Linked DNA regions of Mus musculus: all the other regions are linked to region 3. The links are chromatin contacts, called in public Hi-C maps. All regions are on one chromosome and are shown on one strand. Each heading gives the region's core, a stretch centred on a gene start, on an enhancer-like site or on the middle of the called end of the contact. The rest is flanking DNA. Distances are from core to core; before and after follow the strand shown.

Region 1 (4,768 bases), core at 2,148-4,647, 890 kb before region 3:
AGAGAGTTGTGAATGCTTTGCTGGCATTTTTCTTGGGAGATAAGAGGAGGGCAATGTTTTAAGGAGCCTCGGGGAGAGTAACTTGATGATACCTATGGGCCTTATTTTCAGGGGGCAGTCATGGGAATTCTCAACACGGCAATCAGAGTTTTATCAGCTACTGTTCTTCCTGCTGCCATGACGCACGTGACCAAAGCCACTTAAGAAAGGGAAAGTTTAACTTGGCTCACAGTTTGTGTGTAGTTCATCACAAATCATGCCTGCAGGAGCAGGAGGCAGCTGGTCACACTGTATCCACAGTCAGAAAATAAAGGGAGGGAAAGGGATGAATTCTGGTATCCAGCTGCCACGCACACTGGGAAATGCCACGCACTCCGGTCAAGTCTGCTTGACAGGCTGAAAAGCCTGTAAGCACTCACGAGGAAAAGAGTTTCAAGGAAACTCACCTCCTGGAGCTTTGGCGTTCTCATTTACCCATATATTCATACCCTATCCCTGCGTTAATCTGGTGTATGGAACTACGAGCTCTCTTTTAGTATTATTTTATTATAAGTGCTTTTTAAGATTAAATTCTGATATAGTTAAGTCTCCCCAGTGTTCCAAGGTCCCAGAAGCCTAGGAGCTTAGAATCCGGCAGGAATGTAGTAAAGAAGTTACCTATTCAGTAACTAATTAAGCATTACAAAAGACGGAGCCAGTAGCTGAGAGATGGTCTGCAAAGTATTTACTAAGGACAGTAGCAAATCGCACCCAAACAAGGGAATACCATGAAAGAGCCAGCGAATCCTACTGACATAGAAATCTTCAGTACAGGCTACATTGCATATTAGAAGCAAGTTGGTAAATTCTTCTGACAAATGGAGATTCTCCAGTTACTTATAAGTTACACTCATATAAGAATTTAGCAAGGCCTAGGAAATAGGGGGGTTGTGATATTACATTATTCATGAGGCCTGCCAAGAGCAGAACCCCCTGGTGCTAGCCTTCACAAGGTTCAAAGATATAGCACTAGAGTGTAAAATCCTTGCCTGTCACTAAGCTGACCCTAGGCAGGACTGCTTTATCTTTACTGTAAACATTTACCTGGTTCCTGTAAGTCCCTTTGTCGTCATTCCTTTGTTTTGTGTCAGGCAACTTCAATGTACTTTGCCTGCTGTGACTTCCGACCCCTTGTATTTTCTGTACTATATAAGACTGGTGTTCACTTTGTGAGAATACATTCAGATTATACACCATCTCGTGTGTTGGTCTGTCTGTCACCCGCCGACACCTTGCCCACCTGCCCCAGAGACTCGTTCCACGCAGACAAAGGGGCCCAGAGGGTCTGTGGCACCCAGCTCGCTCCCTCTTTTGTATGTAGTGTAGACCCCAGGCCATGCCATGCCGTCTATGGTTGCAGTGGGTCTTCTCACTAATTTGATCTAGCTTAGAATTTTTTTTCACAGACACACTCAGTTTTGCCTTCTAGGTAGTTTTAGATTTTGTCAGTTGACAGTGTTGACCACCAAAGAGTTCCAAACAGGGACTCGTGAGCCAAATCCTTGGATTGAATAAGGATGTCTGAGAGATCTTCAAGGTCAGGGCTAGACTGTACTCAAGTCGTTGCTGAGATTCTTGCAGGATTACAGCTGTTCCCAGACACCTTGAAGCTAGAGTTTACATCAGGGGAAGCCTGGCACTTCTTGTCTACTATTCCTTTTGGACTCCCTCTCCCATGGTTTCTTCTGCTTCAGTAATTTGGTCAGCTGTTTTTATTACTCAGGAGGCTGAATGTCCTACTGAATTGATGTTTCAGGAAGTGTGATAATTCTGGTTCACAGATCTGTCTCCAATGTCTGGCATCCACTCCCAATGAACATCAGCTCCCTGGCTCAGCGGCTCCATTAGGTAAGACTCTCCTTCACATAAACAAGAGAAATCAAAACACTGGGAGCACCACGCTCTAATTTGAGAATGAAGGGGGAAGGCTGTTGTCTTTTGTGAGTGTTGAGTTTAAAGGTTTCAGGAATGGTAGACCCAGAGCGCAAGTGATGATTCATCAAGGCTCTGCTTTCTCTATCTCTTGGCTCTGCCTCTCTTACATGCTGCCTTTGTTCTCAGGCACATCTTACCCATTTGAAAGAAAATATGGCCTCTGGCAGAACCAAGCCAGCATGGCCAAGTTCATAATCCAAAAGGAAGAAAGACTGACTACTTACCGTATCCTATTTCTGTCTTAGTTCTCAGGTGAAATTAGGATCTGCTGTGTTGGGTGCCAATATTTTCCTGGATTCAGTCACACTGAGGGATAAAGAAACGTATGCCCAGCTTGCTGTTATTCCCTTCTTGGACTCAAGAAGTCAGGCTGAGGAGTAGCATATTCTATGCCTAGCTCGACTAGAGCTGATTCCTACTGCAAATGCATTTCACATGAAAAGAGGGGTTGATGCTGCTGCTGCTGCTGCTGCTGCTGCTGATGGAGGGTGCTCTGCAGACAGAAGCAAGGCTGTCCACCCCAGTGGCCGAGCATGCTTTTCTCTTGGCCTACAGAGTAGTGTTATGGGTTTTGTTTACACATCCTCCTACCATTGTGAAGTTATTTAATTGTTTTAGCTGTATAATTGTCTAAATTGGCCGATGCTCTTCATTCAGAGGCTCCATAAGTAGTGTGTGTGCTCTCTCTTTCCCCTCCCCATTCCTTGCTAGTCCCCAACCCTACTCCTGCGTGAGTCACCACTAACATTTTTCCAGGACTGTACTGCTTTGAAGAGATAATTCCTTACTTGAGAAGGAAGAGGATGAAAACAATTAACCAAATACCTGGGGCCAGCATGTATCCATCTGGGCCTCCTTGGAGGATTCTGTGTTCTGTAGGAGGGTAATCTGGTTAGAGATAATTGAGGAAAGCCAACGGCATGAGATGGCTCTTGGTTTTTCTGAAAAGGGCACTCCCCATCTCTACCAGCCTGGAACATTCTGTGAGAGAAAGCATGGCAAATGTACTTTGGGAATACCTACATTCTTAGGCTCAGTAACCAATGACACAGACCTTGGGTAGGGAAAGGAAAAGAGAAGAAGAAAGCATTGTTGCTGGTGCAGGCTGGTCAATCTACTCGGAGATACCTGAAGTAAAGGCAACTTGCATCCGTAGCAAATGAGAAGCTGTACGTTCCACGTCTAAGCTGTGCTTTGGGTTAGAAAATGGGAAAATGAGGATTATAAGAATCTAGAGCAGCCTGAGACAGCTCCATGAAGGTGTTTGCACAGCAGTGCAAGAAGCATGGGAAAAGAAAGAAAGAAAAACATGGAACAAACCATATCTCAGAGGAGAAATTGGATGTGTGTTGGAGGCATGCTGGAAGGCACGCTGGTGGGAGTGTGAGAGGCACAGATCTGGGAGTGCTGGGTGACAAAGAGTCTATAGTGGGCTGGCTGCCACTGAGGGGCTCTCTAGTCACCTCTAGGCCAGGCAAGAGTTGTCCATATGGCTGGGAAGGTTCTAACAGTGTTCTCTCCTTGAATGCTGCCCCCGACAGGTCTCTCAACAGCAGCCTTTGGTTTCTGGACAACTCCAGAAGCTGTAAAAAAAACTTCTTCCTTTCTTGAACAAAAACCTGCTTCCTCCTAACACCCACTGATACGTTCCAGTTTTCTTGATGGAACAAATCTTGTTATTTTGGATGGTGAAGTGGCGCTGCCAGGGCGTGCTATCGTTGGCATCTAAGGCAGCTTTGGCATGCGCCTCCTAACTCCTCACTCCACAAAGGCACGTTCAGTGTTCTGACCTCTGTGGCCCTCTCTGGAGGAAAGAGCTCCTTGTACCCCAGATTCCAGCCTCCTGAAGGTTTCTGCTTGCCAGTTATCTCCTTTCTCATCTTTAACATCTTCTCGACTGGCTCAATGCACTCAGTCTCTAAATATATTTGAGTATTTCTATCCTCACAACAAAAATAAAACTCTCCACAGTGTCCCCGGCCCACTCCTCTGGCTTTTTCTTCCTTTTCGCAGCCAACTTGTGAAAAGATTGTATCTCTTCTCTCTTCCAGCTCCTCACCTTCCAGGCTCTCTTCGATCACCTCAAATCGCTTCTCCATCACCTGATCCATGGAGTGAAAAGCTGGCTGGGGAGAGGATGCCTGAGGTCTTCCGGTCATTATGCTGTTTAGACACATTCTAAGTCCATTCTTGCATGGTCATTTGACACCATGGGTCTCTCCTTAGAAAAATATTTTCTCCTCTGGGCTTTTCCTGACACATAGTCTTCTGGGTGTATTTCATATTTTCCTATTAATCATCAATGGCTTTGATGATACATGTTCCAATGCATCAAGTACTGGGCTCATTTGAAATTCTTTCCCTAGATCCCCTTTTAGCTGGACTATGACCACATGCCCTTGATCACTGCCTATATTGGATGACAAATTACCTGAATTCTATACATTCACAATTAAATTTGATGTACTTCCTCTTAACACTGGTTGATGGTCTGGTGTACCTAGCTTAATATTCAACAGTAACATCTTACATATTGTTTATCCAGAAAAAAATCCAGGCCTATTTAGACATCTGCTTCTTTCTTCTTCACATAAATTTCATTTTCTGTATTCACATCTTGCTTATTCTAGGGCCTAAATGCTCCTTGAGGCTACCATTTCATCTTTAACTGTCCCTTTTAGCCTATTTTATCATCCCCTACATTCCTTGTACTGGGGACAGCAGTTTCTTTTTAAGAGGCAAAAGTGCTGTTAGCCTTCCCTCCGTATTTTAAGTCCTCCAGTGGCCTGCTTAC
Region 2 (4,635 bases), core at 718-3,217, 800 kb before region 3:
ATTCTCTGCGTTTCTAGGTCGATGGCAATGCGGCTTTCAGAAGTGACTTTTTCAGTCCTGAGAGGCTGATGACAGCCATTCTGATGCTGTGCTGTGTGGTGGACATGGGGGACAGTCCATCCGCATGCTTTCCAGGAAGCCGAGGACTAATTCGGAACCTTCTATGACCTTAGATTTTTAAAGCAATTCTTCCCTCGTCTGCTTCTGTCACTGGGTCCCCGTTTCTGCTTTTGTGGTGTTTGAGGTTGTCTAGCTATGAGCGGTTTCAGATAATTATTTCCAAATAAGCTGAGGTAGGAGGGGAACAGTCTATCAATACTTTGCTCTCAGGGCTTACAGTCTCTGGTCGCTGTGTGTTTAGATGCAAGGCTGAGTCAGTCTGCTAGTTATGTCACATGCTCCTGCTGTGGTGGTCTACTCCAGTGCTGTGCTCAGTGCCAGAGCATGGCCACCATGCTTTCTCCCCCTTAGTTTCACAACCGTTGTCCAGTAGCTTCACAGTGTCACCACTACACTAGTGGATTGTCTTGGCTTACCTCTGGCTCCATTCCTGGCCTGCGTCATCCTGTGTGAGTAACCACAGAACTGAACTGTAGGACCTGTAGCATTGACGCTATTCTCCACACTCAGCAGCAAGGGAGAAATTGATCCTCTCTCCTAGAACCACAGAGGCAGGCTCTCTGGCAATGTCAGGAGCACAGTGGCCAAGCACAGGACTGCATGGGGTCTGCTTCCAACAGTGCCACTCTGTGGCTACAAGAGGCCATGATCATGGTGGATCAAGTAGACTTGCATGGTTTCTATCTAGATCAGCAGCCGTGGGAAAACCATCTGTGGACTGTGGGGACTCCTAGGGGGCACTTTGCCAGAGAAAGACACCCACACTCAGTTTACTGTTAGAAGTAAGATAAGGGATCAGAGTATAACTATAAATGAGAAACCTGTGATACCTGCTAACTTGGGGTGTGCACCCCATATCACTGCCAGTCTTAAGGATTGTGGAGGCAGAGAATCTTAGGGAGAGAAGTGGGGCTCTTTGTGATAGTGGTCTGGATACTAGCTGGAGTTAGTTAGGAGGTATCTGGGAAAGGGGTGATGCACGATGCCCTGATTTTTAAATATGACTTCTGGGGACTGACCTAAGGTCTACATTTTTGTGCTGCAAACATTTTACCAACCGAGCCATTCTTTCAGACCCTCTTCCTGGTGTTATTTATTTATCATGTATTTTTTTTTTCAGGTGCTTCGGCCGCTGTTTATTGACATTCAGGTGGGCACTATAGCAACAGGCCTGGAGACTGCAGAATACAAGGTGGAGAGTGGAGTGTCTGCAGTGACAACAGTGGAGTGCCCAGGGAGTGGGGAGGCCAAAGCTGTTGGGAAAGCAGGTCAGGGCCAGGGTCCAAAGTCATCCACACTGTGACTCTGGGCTCCACGCCCTCAGCCCCTACTCTTGCCATCTCCTGACTCTAGGCTAGAGCTGGGAATTCTCTGGACAACTTTCTACAGGAGCCAAGTACACAGAGATGCTGCCACCCTTCCGTGATAAAGTCAGAGGTTTTCCAATCCTGCGTTCCTCCTCCACCCCTGGCTCAAGTAGGGCCAGGAAAAATAGCTGGGCTCTATTATCACGTATTTTTAAGGGACACCAACAGGTCTCCTAGAGGGCAGTTCAGAATCTGTTCTTGTTCTTCTGATCAGAAAACAGAGACACAGAAGCCCCCGAAGGAACGATCATTTGAGATGATGATTGTTAATTTACTCAATTTCCAACCCAGAAAAACCAGGGGGGGCCCTGTTCCTTCCCATCCTGCAGGAATTTACTTCCCTTCCCTGGCCACACCAGACCCCGGTATTTTCCAGCCAAGGCAGAGAAAATAGTCCTGCCTTGCCCGCTGTCTTTCACGGCACACTGACATCAACCACACGCTGAGCAGGTGATCCATCAGACCCCATTTCCCCCTGAGCTGACCTCTTCCTTCTCTTTCTGTGGCAGCACAAAGCCCTTTGGAATTCATTCACGCAGACAGGAGCACGATGCTGGGGGAGTTTCTCTTTGGCAGGCGTGGTTATCTCTGACCACAGCTGGCTTCTTAGAGAAATGGGTCCTGACAACTGCAACTTGGGGCATCAATCCCAGGCTCCTTAAGGAGCATCCCCAGTCAGGATGCTCATTAGCAAGGGATAATGGCATGCACCCAGAGAACAAGATCACTGACGGAAGCAAATGTGTTTCCGTGTCTGCACTTGGTGGTCTGCAGTACAGCATCCGTAGCACCAGCTTGGCTGTGGGGCACTAGCTTTTTCTGTACACATGACAAGAGGTTGGTTTGTTCTTTTTGCTAGCTGGTGGATCTTGGACCCATTCCTCAGCCATTTGTGGGCTAGATACAGATGTGGGAATACTAATAATAACAACGTTTCCTGTTTACAGGGAAGTGTGTTCTGTATCAGACACTTTGGTTTCATGATCTGTAACTTAATTCTTTCACTGATTCTTGAGGACATAGAATTATGTCCACTCACATTTCCCAAACAAGAAAACAAGGGATAAAGATGCTAACTAGCTTCCCCAGTGTGACGGAATTGGAAATCTGAAGAAGCAGGATCCTGGCTCTGGAGTTCAGACTGCTGAGCCACACTGGTCTGATGTTACTGTAGCGACTAGAGAAGGTGTCTGTGCTGGATTGCGATGAGGGTGACGGAGATCAGCTCCAGAAAGCACACAGCACGGTACGAGCTCGTTAAATGTTCACTGAGGTTCGGCTAGACTCTCCAAACAACTACATGATTGTCAGTTACCACGTCTAAACTCGTGGTTCAGGTTAAATGGCTTTGCTCACCACAGTGATTTCTATAATTTTGAAAATGAATTCTGGAACAAACCCAGACTTAATCCATGTAATCCCCCTGTCAAGGTGACTGGCGTGAATGAGAATAGAGAGATTATTATGCAATTATCTCTAAGCTTATTTCCCCAGTCTTTGAGCTCACATTCACCTCTTTTTCTAACTGTGTCTGGGTCATGTTTGGCCCCCACCTTATGTGGCCAGAGCACTTAGAATGTCCTCTGGTGCTCTGATTAAAAAGATTTGCCACAGCCCCATAAGAGAGGTAATTTAATCCATTCTTATTAAGCAAGTCAAATAATATGCAAATGAATTTGCTTGAGAGCTGTTTAATTAGAAGATGTTTCTAATCCCACCATTAGGTGATTCTCTTGATAGAGGAAGCCCTAAAAAATATTCTACTCCCCTTGAAGACGCCAGATATTGAGTTTGGAAGTATGCTTGCTTTAGAAGGAAATGTGTTACTGGGATGGGTCTGGCCTAATTCCTCACAGGGACTTTCTGAAGAAATGGAGCACCAGAGTTGCTGGGACCTCTGAAAACAGCCTGCCACTTCCTTAACTTGACAGAGAAGGAAGCCCAGTTTCTTCCAAGAAGATTCCTGACTGATCCTCCTCATCTCTGGCCTGATGAATCTTCAGGATGTGAACGGAGGGTTGGTTGCAGTGCTGCGGTTGGCTGTCTTCACTTCTGGGTGTGTAGGCATGTGTTAGGAGGTATTTCGGGCTATAGATACCAGATGAATTCATTATTTACATGCTATGTGCGTTCTTTCTCTGTCTGAGGTATGTCCATGAGTGCACCTGTGCTGAGGTCAGATGTTGGCATCAGGAGTCTGCTTCCTCTATTAATCCCCACTTTTGGAGGGAGGGGCAGGGTCTCTCAATGAATCTGAAACTTGCAAATTTGGCTACACTGGGTGGCCAGTGAGTTCCAAGGATTCTCCTGCTTCTGTCTCCTCCCATCCCAGAGGTATGGCTGTATTTTTCTGTGGGTGCTGGGGATCCAAACTCAGATCCTTATATTTACAAGGTAAACATTTTACCCACTGTGAGTTAAAGCCTGAGTTTCTTATTGGCAGTGACTCAGGGTATATAGTGGAGCAAGCACAGTATTTGGGATTGGCTTATGGTCATAGTAGCAGGGGTGTGACATGACCAGCTATATTATGATGGTCAACCGTGACTTAGTGAGCTCAGATAGGAAGTGGGTCTGAGGCCAGATGTGGCGGTGCATGCCAGCAATCCTAACAACTAGGGAGACTGAGGTAGAATTGGTGCTCACACGTTCAGGAATAGGGTCCTGGGTTCCAGGAGGTGGGCTGGCTTATAACTGTTAAGACCTACTCTATATCAGTCTGTGAGGCTCTACACCCAAATGGTTTCACAGCTTTTCCAAAAAGTGACCCAGATGGGGAGCAAGTATTTGAACATGAGCCTAAGAGAGAGAGTTCCCATGCACAGCACAACAGCATGCATCTGACGTGTGATCAGCAGATGCTATAGCTAGGGACTGCTATGGTTTTCTCTATCCAGCATTCCTGACCCTCACTCCTGACACCTGCATCTCTCATCTGCATCCAGTGGCCACTAGAGCAGTTCACTCATGGTCGCCTATCAACACATGGCATCGTCTTAGCATCGTCATCCTTCCTCTGGGCAGTTTGTTGACCCACTGGTAGATTTATGACCCAAATCAGGCTACTAATTTTCCTCCTCAGGATTTCTGTTGCTGAGTCAATAAAGACTAACAAAGCATCTTTGGTGGTAAACTGATAAAATTTGAA
Region 3 (4,396 bases), core at 1,897-4,396:
GAAAGGCCAGAAAAGCTGTGGCTGAATAGCCTCTGAACAGGCTTGCAACTGTCCCTCACTGGTGTCCCTGACTCCTCCAAAAAGCTCGGCAGAGGACAACTGAAGGCCAAGCTGAGTCCAGTTTCCTGGCCTAGAATAGCCTAGCAGAAGGAACGGGCTCAGAAAGCTGGAGAGAGCCATCATTACCTATCATAGCCTGGTTCCGGAACACCCGGGCTGAGTGGAGGTGCTGAGCTCTGAGAGATGGATCAAGCTAGGCCTGGAGGGATTAAAGAAGGAACACAGGCCAACACCACAGCTCTGCTGGTAAAGCCATTTGCTGCCAAGCCTGTGACTCATCCCTGAGACCCACTGTCCCTGACCTCCATGCCTACCCACCACCCCACTGGACACACACACACACACACACACACACACACACACACACGCACGCACGCACACACACACACACACTAAATAAAAATCTAATTTGAAAGAAAAAATATAAATAACATGCTAAAGATGCCTTATCGTGTCCAGGGAGTTCATGCTCTACAAACAAAGGCCATAGGGAGGGGCAGGCTCTTGGGAAAGTCAACTCAGGTGTGAGGGTAACTATCGATCATTCCCCTATCATTCCCCACAGCAGCCCAAGTCCCCAAGCTCCAGCCAAAAGCCACCCTCCCCAGAGCTGCCTCTGGCAATGGTGAGACCGGATCTGGGCATAAAATGTCCTAGGAAATGACAGCCACATTTGAGCAGGAAATGAGTTAAGGGATTTAAGGGGATGATAGAAAATAGTCTGCAGACCTTGGACCCTGAGACTCCCCAAACTTCACACTTTTCCAAGCCGGCGCCAACACCAAGCTAAACTGAAGAACGCCTCCGCCCTCTAGTGGACAGAATGGCCATAGTCCTGGTGGTTCCAGGTGCCCTCTTCCTTCAGTGTGATAGAGAGGACCCAGAAAAGGACAAGCAAGAATAAAACTGTGGACCATTGTCTCCGGCCCCTATTCCCTTCCCTCGTTCTTCCTCACCAGTCCCCCATTTTCCCACTGATCAGACATCCACCCTTCCCAGCTTGCTCGTTTGCTCCCACATAAAACTCACTCTGTGAATGAATAAAGGAGCTTAAAATGGGAGCCTCACCTGGAGAAACTCGGTTTCAACTGGCAGAGCCTGGGCTCAAAGTCAAGTTCCCATACAGTGGGCACCAAAGAGGTATTTCCGGGTGGCTGGGAGGCACTTAGGTCCTCGCCATAGACTTCAGAAATCATTTGCACTTCGTTTTCCGATAGGACAAGGGTGGGTGGACCAAAGTGAGGAATAAGACAGACCCTGAGCTCCGTGATAGGCTTTGGAATCCCCAGGGCACCAGGGAATGGACCGGTCCCGCCCCTCACTTTCTGCAGTCCCTGCAGACATTCCTGCCTAAGGGTCCCTAGACAGCAGGTGCCCTGTAGCCACTGGAATCTCCAGCTTCCCGCAGACTTCCAGCTGCCCGAGCAAAGCCCTCTGCCACGCTCCATGCCTCAGCCCTGTCTCTTGTCTTTCGCTGTCCCGGCTTCATCTGAGGCCATCCTGGGGTCTGGTAGTATGTGACAAGCAACATGTTCGCCCTAGTTGTCTGGACAGCCTCGGCCACTCCTTCCCTTCCCTTCCCTTCCCTTCCCTTCCCTTCCCTTCCCTTCCCTCCCCTCCCCTCCCCTCCCCTCCCCTCCCCTCCCCTCCCCTCCCCTCCCCTCCCCTCCCCTCCCCTCCCCTCCCCTCCCCTCCCCTCCCCTCTCCTTTCCTTTCCTTTCCTTTCCTTTCTTTCCTTTTTTAATTACCTACATCGTGGCTTAGAACCCGCTGATGAAGTTCTATCACCACCTAGTGGTCAGATCCAAAATGTGTGGCATGGCCACACCCAGCGTTTTGGTACAGGACCACCTGATCGAAGAAAATGAAAATTAATGTATGCCTTTAAGACAGGATGGGGGGGGGGGGAATCCCAAAGCCTGTTTATGCAGAGGTTGAACCAGTGCCTGTCAAATGATGGCAGAGGAAGGAGTGGGCAGGCAGAAGAAAACTTAGTTTGCCAGGTATTCTCTTCGGAGACAGCACCCTGAGCTAACATTTATGACGCTGCCATCATAAGCCAGGCTGGGGTGCATCCGGCGTGTTCACGCTAACGTGTTGTCACCTGCTAGGTGAAGACGGAGCATCAGAAAACAGGTTCAAGATCCAGTGGCTGCTGAGTGTGGAGCTGGGACTTGAACCCAGGAAGTCTTAACCAGGTTCCGCGACTGAGTAGCAACGCTTTGGTCACCTGGGCACAATATCATGCAAACAAAGACATCAAAGGCAAAGCTAACTGTAGATGGGCTGTGTCTCCAGATTCTAATGCCAATTTCTATGGGTCCAACTTTTTGTCGACACCTTAGGCTCCGTGCCAAAAGAAAACAATTAGAAAGACACCAGTGCTCTTCCCTTGGCGGCCATCTTTTCTTCCCCGAGATCCCAATGGTGAGACTGGCTCTTCTCACCTGCAGCGGTGAGGCTAGGGTTCCCCCTCACACAGCCACAGCTGCACCCCTTTTGCCCTGGCTGGGTCCTGACATGGGGCATCATGTTTTGGAAATAATAATTTTCTTCTTCCTAGTGCATCTCCATCCTTACTCCTTCCTCGCCCTGCACCCGAGATGAGACTTAACATACTAGTCCTGAAATCCAAACACACACACACACACACACACACACACACACACACACCACACACACACACACACACACACACACACACACACACCACACACACACACACACACACACACCACACACACACACACACACACACACACACACACACACACCACACACACACACACACACACACACACACCACACACACACACACACACACCACACAACACACACACACACACCACACACCACACACACACACACACACACACACACACCACACACACACACACACACACCACACAACACACACACACACACCACACACCACACACACACACACACACCACACACCACACACACACACACACACACACACACACACACACACACACACACACACACACGATGCAGGAGGCAAGGTTGAAGAAAGCTGTGGGTCAGCCTCCTAGCTGTAGCTGCTAGCTCCCCTGAGGAAGTTGAAGAGTTTCCTCAAACCCCGCCTCCACTTTGTCTGTACAATGGGAAGCGGCTGGTCCTGCCTGCACAGCTGGCAGGTCTGTGACTGGCTGTTCATTTGTGCTCAGTGTTTTATAAACAGCTCACTGCAAAGGGCAAACTGCTCCATCTACAAACTCAAAGGGCTGCTGTCCTCCATTTTTAAAAGCGTGTGCATCCAGAGACACCACTGTTTTCAGAAAACAAGTGCACAAGCTCCGCGATCAAATGACCTCTGGCACAGGGCACGGGCAAACGCAGGAAGAGAAAGATACACACCTCTGTTCCCCACCAACCCCCCGACCTGAGGCAGGAGCATAGATCTAACAACATTAACCACACCCAAAAATATACAGGAAAAGAAAATCTAACAGCTCAGAAACGATATTGCATTTGCTTGAAAAGCCAAGGGCCTGGAGCCTCCCTATCACCAGAGTGCTGTGACAACATACAGATCCTGTATAGAACCACTTAATGGTCTGTCGAATTCAATTAGGGGAAATTTTGAGACTTCCCATTTAAACTATCTGTTCTTCCTTCAAGACTGAGTGTCTTGGATGAGAACCTGGACGCCATACCCCAGTCTCCAGAACAGCCTGGCAGGCTCTCCAGAGTCTCAACCAAATGCAGTGTTGTTAGGGACTTTCCTTAGGTGTGGCCTTTGTCCCTGAGGAGATACAGTCCTGCTCCAGGGAGAGGAGAGGGCTTGGCACTTGTATGATCTTCTGGTGCTGTGAAGGTTGGCTCTGGATAGTACTAGCACTTCCTGGATATTTAATCTCCATTGTGATTATTTCCAACCATGGTAGATAGTAGACCTTTGCCAACGAAACAACAGAGGGGACCTCTCCATCACTCTCCCATCATGTTGCTCATCCAAAATGGGGCATCAGCTCAGCATAGTCTAATGAAGAGTAAGGCTGTCTTTGCTTGGTGTTCCTAGAACCAGTCAAGACAGGAGAGTTCAGCAACAGGTCATCTATGTGCAAGCATTTGCCAGGAAGGAGAAGCAGGGACTGACCAAAGGAGACAGAGGGGGGTGAAAAAAGAAAGGAGTGCTAATGGGTCACTTGCTGTGGGCAACAGAAGCCTCTTAGCACCAGGGCCCCCAGAACATTCTTGAGAGCGAAAAAGCTAAGCTGTGTGTCAAGGGTCAGCCCTAGCTTATAAACTGAAGGTCACCCATGACAGGTTGGCTCACCAGCACTCTGCACAGAGGCTAAGACTATCCTCT
Region 4 (4,409 bases), core at 196-2,695, 740 kb before region 3:
CCTAGGAACTACCTTATTTTCTTTTCTTCTAATAACATATGCAAATCCAAAGTATATTCTCGAACAATCAGGTATTGTTTTCTGTGATCATGACCAGACCAATAAACCTAAAATGAAAAAGGATTTTCAAACTTGTTGCAATTAGGTTGTCATGGATCAGATGCAAGTACCTTGTCAGGACACACATCTTAGAGACCAAAGCTTTATTTCAGGGAGGAAAATAACTTTCAGTGTCTTCATCTAGGTTTTCTAGAAGTCCATGAAGACAGGCAGGAGTCTGAGACGAAGGATCTGGCTAGCCCCACAACAGGCTGGAGAGTAAAAATATATGGAGGAAGAACCATGCAGCTAAATGAAGAGAAGGTGGACCCAGCATTGAGCTGGAAGAGAGAAGGGTCTGGAGAGCAGCTGGACTGAGCCTGTGAGAACAGAAGGGCGGGAGCTGCTGACCGAGTCTCCAAGACAGGGCTGGGTCCTGGACCAGATGGTGCCCTTCCTTTGCTCGGAGGAACCGAGAGAAGAAGAGGATCATAACTGGCAGCTGTAATCTGTTCTCAGAGTGGACCATACGATGTCCTTAGAGCAAGTCTGTGTGTTTCAAATTATCTAGGAACAATGAACTGAGCAGGGCCTCTGAGCACAGGGACACAGGCCTTCAGAAATGATGCCAAGAAGGGAGAAAAATTAAAGGAAGGAAAATACCTATTTTTCTGAATGAAGGATAAGACTAAATAAATTCCTTAGAGACATTCCAGAAAGCAAAAGTCAAATATAACCTATGGCTTTAAGCAGTAAAAATAAATTCTGCTAGACATGTCTTCATGGTTTTCAAAAAAGAGAACCCCCTCCCTCCCTCCGTTTAAAGAGCACTTTGCCATTCCAGGTTTCTCAATTGGCAATGGGCTGATGAAGATGCAGTATTTTGAGCAGATGTGATTTGCAAAGGGCTTTAAAAATCGTTCTCTAGGCTCTGCCTCTTTGGTAAGCCAGTACCAACTGCAGGACCTCACGAGACCTTTTCATTATGACAGGCTTTGTGGTTGGTTGTTTCATTTTTTTTTTTTAAATGAACATGTTCTTAGAGCTAATACTCCTGAAAGGAGCCTGGTCATAGCCACCTAGTTCTCTCAGAGTGAGGGGGAGAGGGAGAGGGGAAGGGGAGAGGGAAAGAAGAGGAGGGGGAGGGGGAGTGGGGGAGAGGGAGGGAGAGGGGAAGGGGGAGTGGGGAGGGGGAGGAAGAGGGAGAGGGAGAGGGAGAGGGAGAGGGAGAGGGAGAGGGAGAGGGAGAGGGAGAGGGAGAGGGAGAGGGAGAGGGAGAGAGCATCTCTGGGGCTGTGGTCCATTGGGGCTCAGTCTGGAGACTTCTGACACGAATCTCATTTTGCTGTCAAATATATAACCACATTGACACTGCCTAGCTGCTCCTACTTCCGACATCTGCCATGCTCCCTGTTCTCTGGATGCCCACCGTGACTGGGGTTGTATTGCTCAGCTACTTAAGACACTTATTGATGTCTGTTTCAGTGCCACAGATGTTTGGCCATCTCAGAGGCTTGATCTCCTGCGAGGTTTCAGACAGAAGCGGAAATTCGATAGAAGCACGGCCCAGCTTCTGTCATCCTGGTGTTTCCCATGTGTAGGACAGGACCTGTGACTCATAGGTCAGCAGATGCCCCTTGACACATGGAGAGCTGATGAAATGACACATGGAAGATCTAGCATCTTTCTCCTTCTTCATGTATCTCTGCCTCCGTGTCTGGGCTATTAATCTACCCTTTGAACTTGAGACTCTATATAGTCTCTAGGAAATCTGCCCAGATAGAAGGATGCATCTATCTGTCTCTGTATTATACCTCTTCTTAGACTCTTGCTAGTGGATGTCTGTCTTGATACTTCTTACCATCCTCTTGTCACCTCCCTTCCCTATTGCAAAACCTCCTCCTCTCTTGTCATCTGCACCAAACATCTACCCCAGTGAGATACTTGGGATCTCTGTTTAGCTACAAAGCAGTTTGCTCAGTCAGTTCTGAGAAAATCTACTCCTTCCCTGAGAGAAATGCGTCCTATCTTTGAAAAGATCCATTTAGAGGGGTGGTTAAGACCTGGCTCTCCCAGACGACCTGAGTTTGAATTCCAGCATCCACATGTTGCTTACAACCATATGTAACTCCAGTCCCAGGAGATTTGACGCCCTCTTCTGGCCTCTGTGGGCATTGCAATTATGCGGTGCACAGCTATACATGCACTTACACACATAAAACAAAAAATAAAGGAAAAATTTTATAGAGTTGTGTAGGCTGAAACACATGGCTTTAACTGGAGAGCTTATAGGAATTCTGGGGGTGAATCTGTGCTCACCATTGTCTAGACATTACTGTCACAACCTAGCCTGGCTCACTCCTCATTCACTCTGTCCAGAGAGAACCACGCATGGCAGCAGACACACCCTTCCTCACCTTCTCACTTTGTCCTCTGTGCTGCTGCCTGCTGTCCCCCCCCCCCCAACGCTATCCTGTCTCTTCTGAAACATTCCTTGACCTTTCAAGACCAATTCCATGGGTTCCATCTCCTACGGTATGGAACCTGCCCTGACCCACTCATCAAGTAGGGACAGCTTACTATTTTCACTCACACACTGGTTAGATTCCTCTGTGCACGTGCTTGACTGAATTAATTTTTTGTTTGTTTCACATCTACCTTTTTATTAGCTCCTTGGGAGAAGGGGTTATCTAATTTTTTTGGTACAATATAAAAGTTATGACATCCTACTTGGGGGAAAAAAATCTTTCTTCCCACTTTCCCAAATTGTTCTTTTCTTTTCTTTTCTTTTTCTTTTTTAAAAGGTAACTTTCTTGAAGTTCAGCTGAAAGAAAGGTTTTCTCAGTGTGAAATTCTTAAAGGACTTTCTGAAAGGCTAGAGGGTTGGAGATTGGTTTATGAGAAAGGCCAGTGGACAATGTGGTGGGACGTAGATGCATTTTCTCAGAATAGTTTCCTCCAGGAGCGGAGTTTGAAGGCAGATTGACCCTTCCCAGTAAGTATCCTTAGCAATGTCTTCAGGGCTTTTCAGAAACATGACACAGCAGTGTTTCCCATGGCTGGGAAATACACAGCCTTCTTTTTCCTCTCTTTTCATCCCATCCACTATGGCAGGCAGTAAATAATAATGACTCCCCTTTTCAGTGAGCCACCCAGAGATAAAGAAATGAATACCAGGCAGTCTTTTTTTTTTTTTTTTTAATCAGACTGACTGAATATTCAAGACTATGGGTCAGCCACCATGAAAGACACAAAATGAGGCACTCAAACCTCATTCTCCAGATGTCTATTGCATTATCTTATTGTCATTTCATGTTGACTCCATGCCCATAGGGTCCACAGATGCCCCTACTTAGCCACAATCATATCTGTAAGGTGTTATTGAGCCATTCTTATTTCTGCTTAGGGTAGCCAGTGTCCTGTGGTTGAGAGGCAGGGTATAAGTGTGAACCCTGCTTCTTTCTCTTTTATTGCTTTCCTTCAGTGCCAAGCCACTTGCTAACTTCACTGTGACCTAGTAAGCCATGTAGTACAATTTCACCTAACACATTCTGGAGAGGAAATGACTGAGAGTTAACATAACCAAATCTGCCTGCTATATGACCTAAAACATTGCAGCTCCATGTAAGTTTGGAGAAGGGCTTTGCAAGAACACTAATTGAAGTAGACACTGTACTTAGATATGAGTAAAAATAAGACAAAACAAAATGTCAAGACATCTTATAGCAATTTAAACCAAATAATACCAACTCCAAAAACAAAACAACAGCAACAAAACCAAGCAACCAACCAACCAATCAACCAACAACAACAACTACAATGAAACCCTTTTCAGCCTGGTTCCTTTGTGGCCATCTATTATTATATGACTGTTGGGGACTTTTTCTCATATTATGCTACTTTGCTGCCTGCCACTAAGCCAAGACCTCTGCTCTCTGTAGTAAATCCTCAATCGCTTTATATGTTGGCCAAAGAATGGAGGTACACATGTTTGCTAAGGAGAGGGCACTTCTGTGAAATGTCATGTAAACAGTCACTGTGGCAAACTTCTGTCTGGTTCTCGGCAATTCTCTGGTGTGACATTGTGCTGAGGATCCCTAGGATCAACCTCTTCTGGTTTCCCCAGAGAGTGCCTTCTATGACTTTATGGAGTCTTAAGTTAATATATCAGGGCAGCAACAGTGTGATGAGCTGATAGGAGTCTGGCACAATGAACCAGCATGGGGTTCAGGACTCCGTGCTCTGTATTAAGGTCCACACTGCTTAGTTTCCCACAAGTGCCATGGAACATGGGCTGCCACCTCAGCTACAAAAATATGCTCTGAGGAGTAACATGAAAGAGGCTTCGGCCTCTTTAGAGATGGTCTCCT

What was found. A called contact is a pair of places that touch in the nucleus more often than the background predicts.
Region 1: a contact with region 3 is called in a Hi-C map of cerebral cortex, with 7 times the contacts expected there. The contact joins two enhancer-like sites. A contact is called at or near these places in 7 of 484 Hi-C or Micro-C datasets (adipose-derived mesenchymal stem cells, cerebral cortex, cortical neurons and 3 more) and 2 of 115 datasets of contacts at active chromatin or transcription factors (embryonic basal ganglia and embryonic midbrain).
Region 2: a Hi-C map of the N1E-115 cell line shows a contact between it and region 3, with 7 times the contacts expected there. The contact joins two enhancer-like sites. A contact is called at or near these places in 2 of 15 datasets of contacts at CTCF or cohesin (both in the NIH/3T3 cell line), 25 of 484 Hi-C or Micro-C datasets (the AML12 cell line, the N1E-115 cell line, adipose-derived mesenchymal stem cells and 9 more) and 3 of 115 datasets of contacts at active chromatin or transcription factors (differentiating embryonic stem cells, embryonic basal ganglia and kidney).
Region 4: a contact with region 3 is called in a Hi-C map of the N1E-115 cell line, with 4 times the contacts expected there. The contact joins two enhancer-like sites. A contact is called at or near these places in 1 of 15 datasets of contacts at CTCF or cohesin (the NIH/3T3 cell line) and 5 of 484 Hi-C or Micro-C datasets (the N1E-115 cell line, embryonic stem cells, nephron progenitors and 1 more).

The regions. Positions count from the first base shown.
Region 1 is chr19:54,170,939-54,175,706 of GRCm38.p6, forward strand. It overlaps Gm41865 (a long non-coding RNA gene), which reads left to right. Exons shown (of 3, transcript XR_877925.1): 2 at 1,821-1,887; 3 at 4,026-4,179. Among named protein-coding and RNA genes, the nearest start is that of Gm41865, 18 kb to the left of the region's middle. Within about 2 kb of position 3,398, at least 10 of the 459 cell types and tissues checked have an H3K27ac peak or open chromatin away from gene starts, as enhancers often do. A contact at or near this core is called in cerebral cortex, where this site is marked.
Region 2 is chr19:54,257,369-54,262,003 of GRCm38.p6, forward strand. No RefSeq gene overlaps it. Among named protein-coding and RNA genes, the nearest start is that of Gm41866, 58 kb to the left of the region's middle. Within about 2 kb of position 1,968, at least 7 of the 459 cell types and tissues checked have an H3K27ac peak or open chromatin away from gene starts, as enhancers often do. A contact at or near this core is called in the N1E-115 cell line, where this site is marked.
Region 3 is chr19:55,060,270-55,064,665 of GRCm38.p6, forward strand. No RefSeq gene overlaps it. Among named protein-coding and RNA genes, the nearest start is that of Gpam, 37 kb to the right of the region's middle. Within about 2 kb of position 3,147, at least 38 of the 459 cell types and tissues checked have an H3K27ac peak or open chromatin away from gene starts, as enhancers often do. A contact at or near this core is called in the N1E-115 cell line and cerebral cortex, where this site is marked.
Region 4 is chr19:54,322,991-54,327,399 of GRCm38.p6, forward strand. No RefSeq gene overlaps it. Among named protein-coding and RNA genes, the nearest start is that of Gm41866, 120 kb to the left of the region's middle. Within about 2 kb of position 1,446, at least 2 of the 459 cell types and tissues checked have an H3K27ac peak or open chromatin away from gene starts, as enhancers often do. A contact at or near this core is called in the N1E-115 cell line, where this site is marked.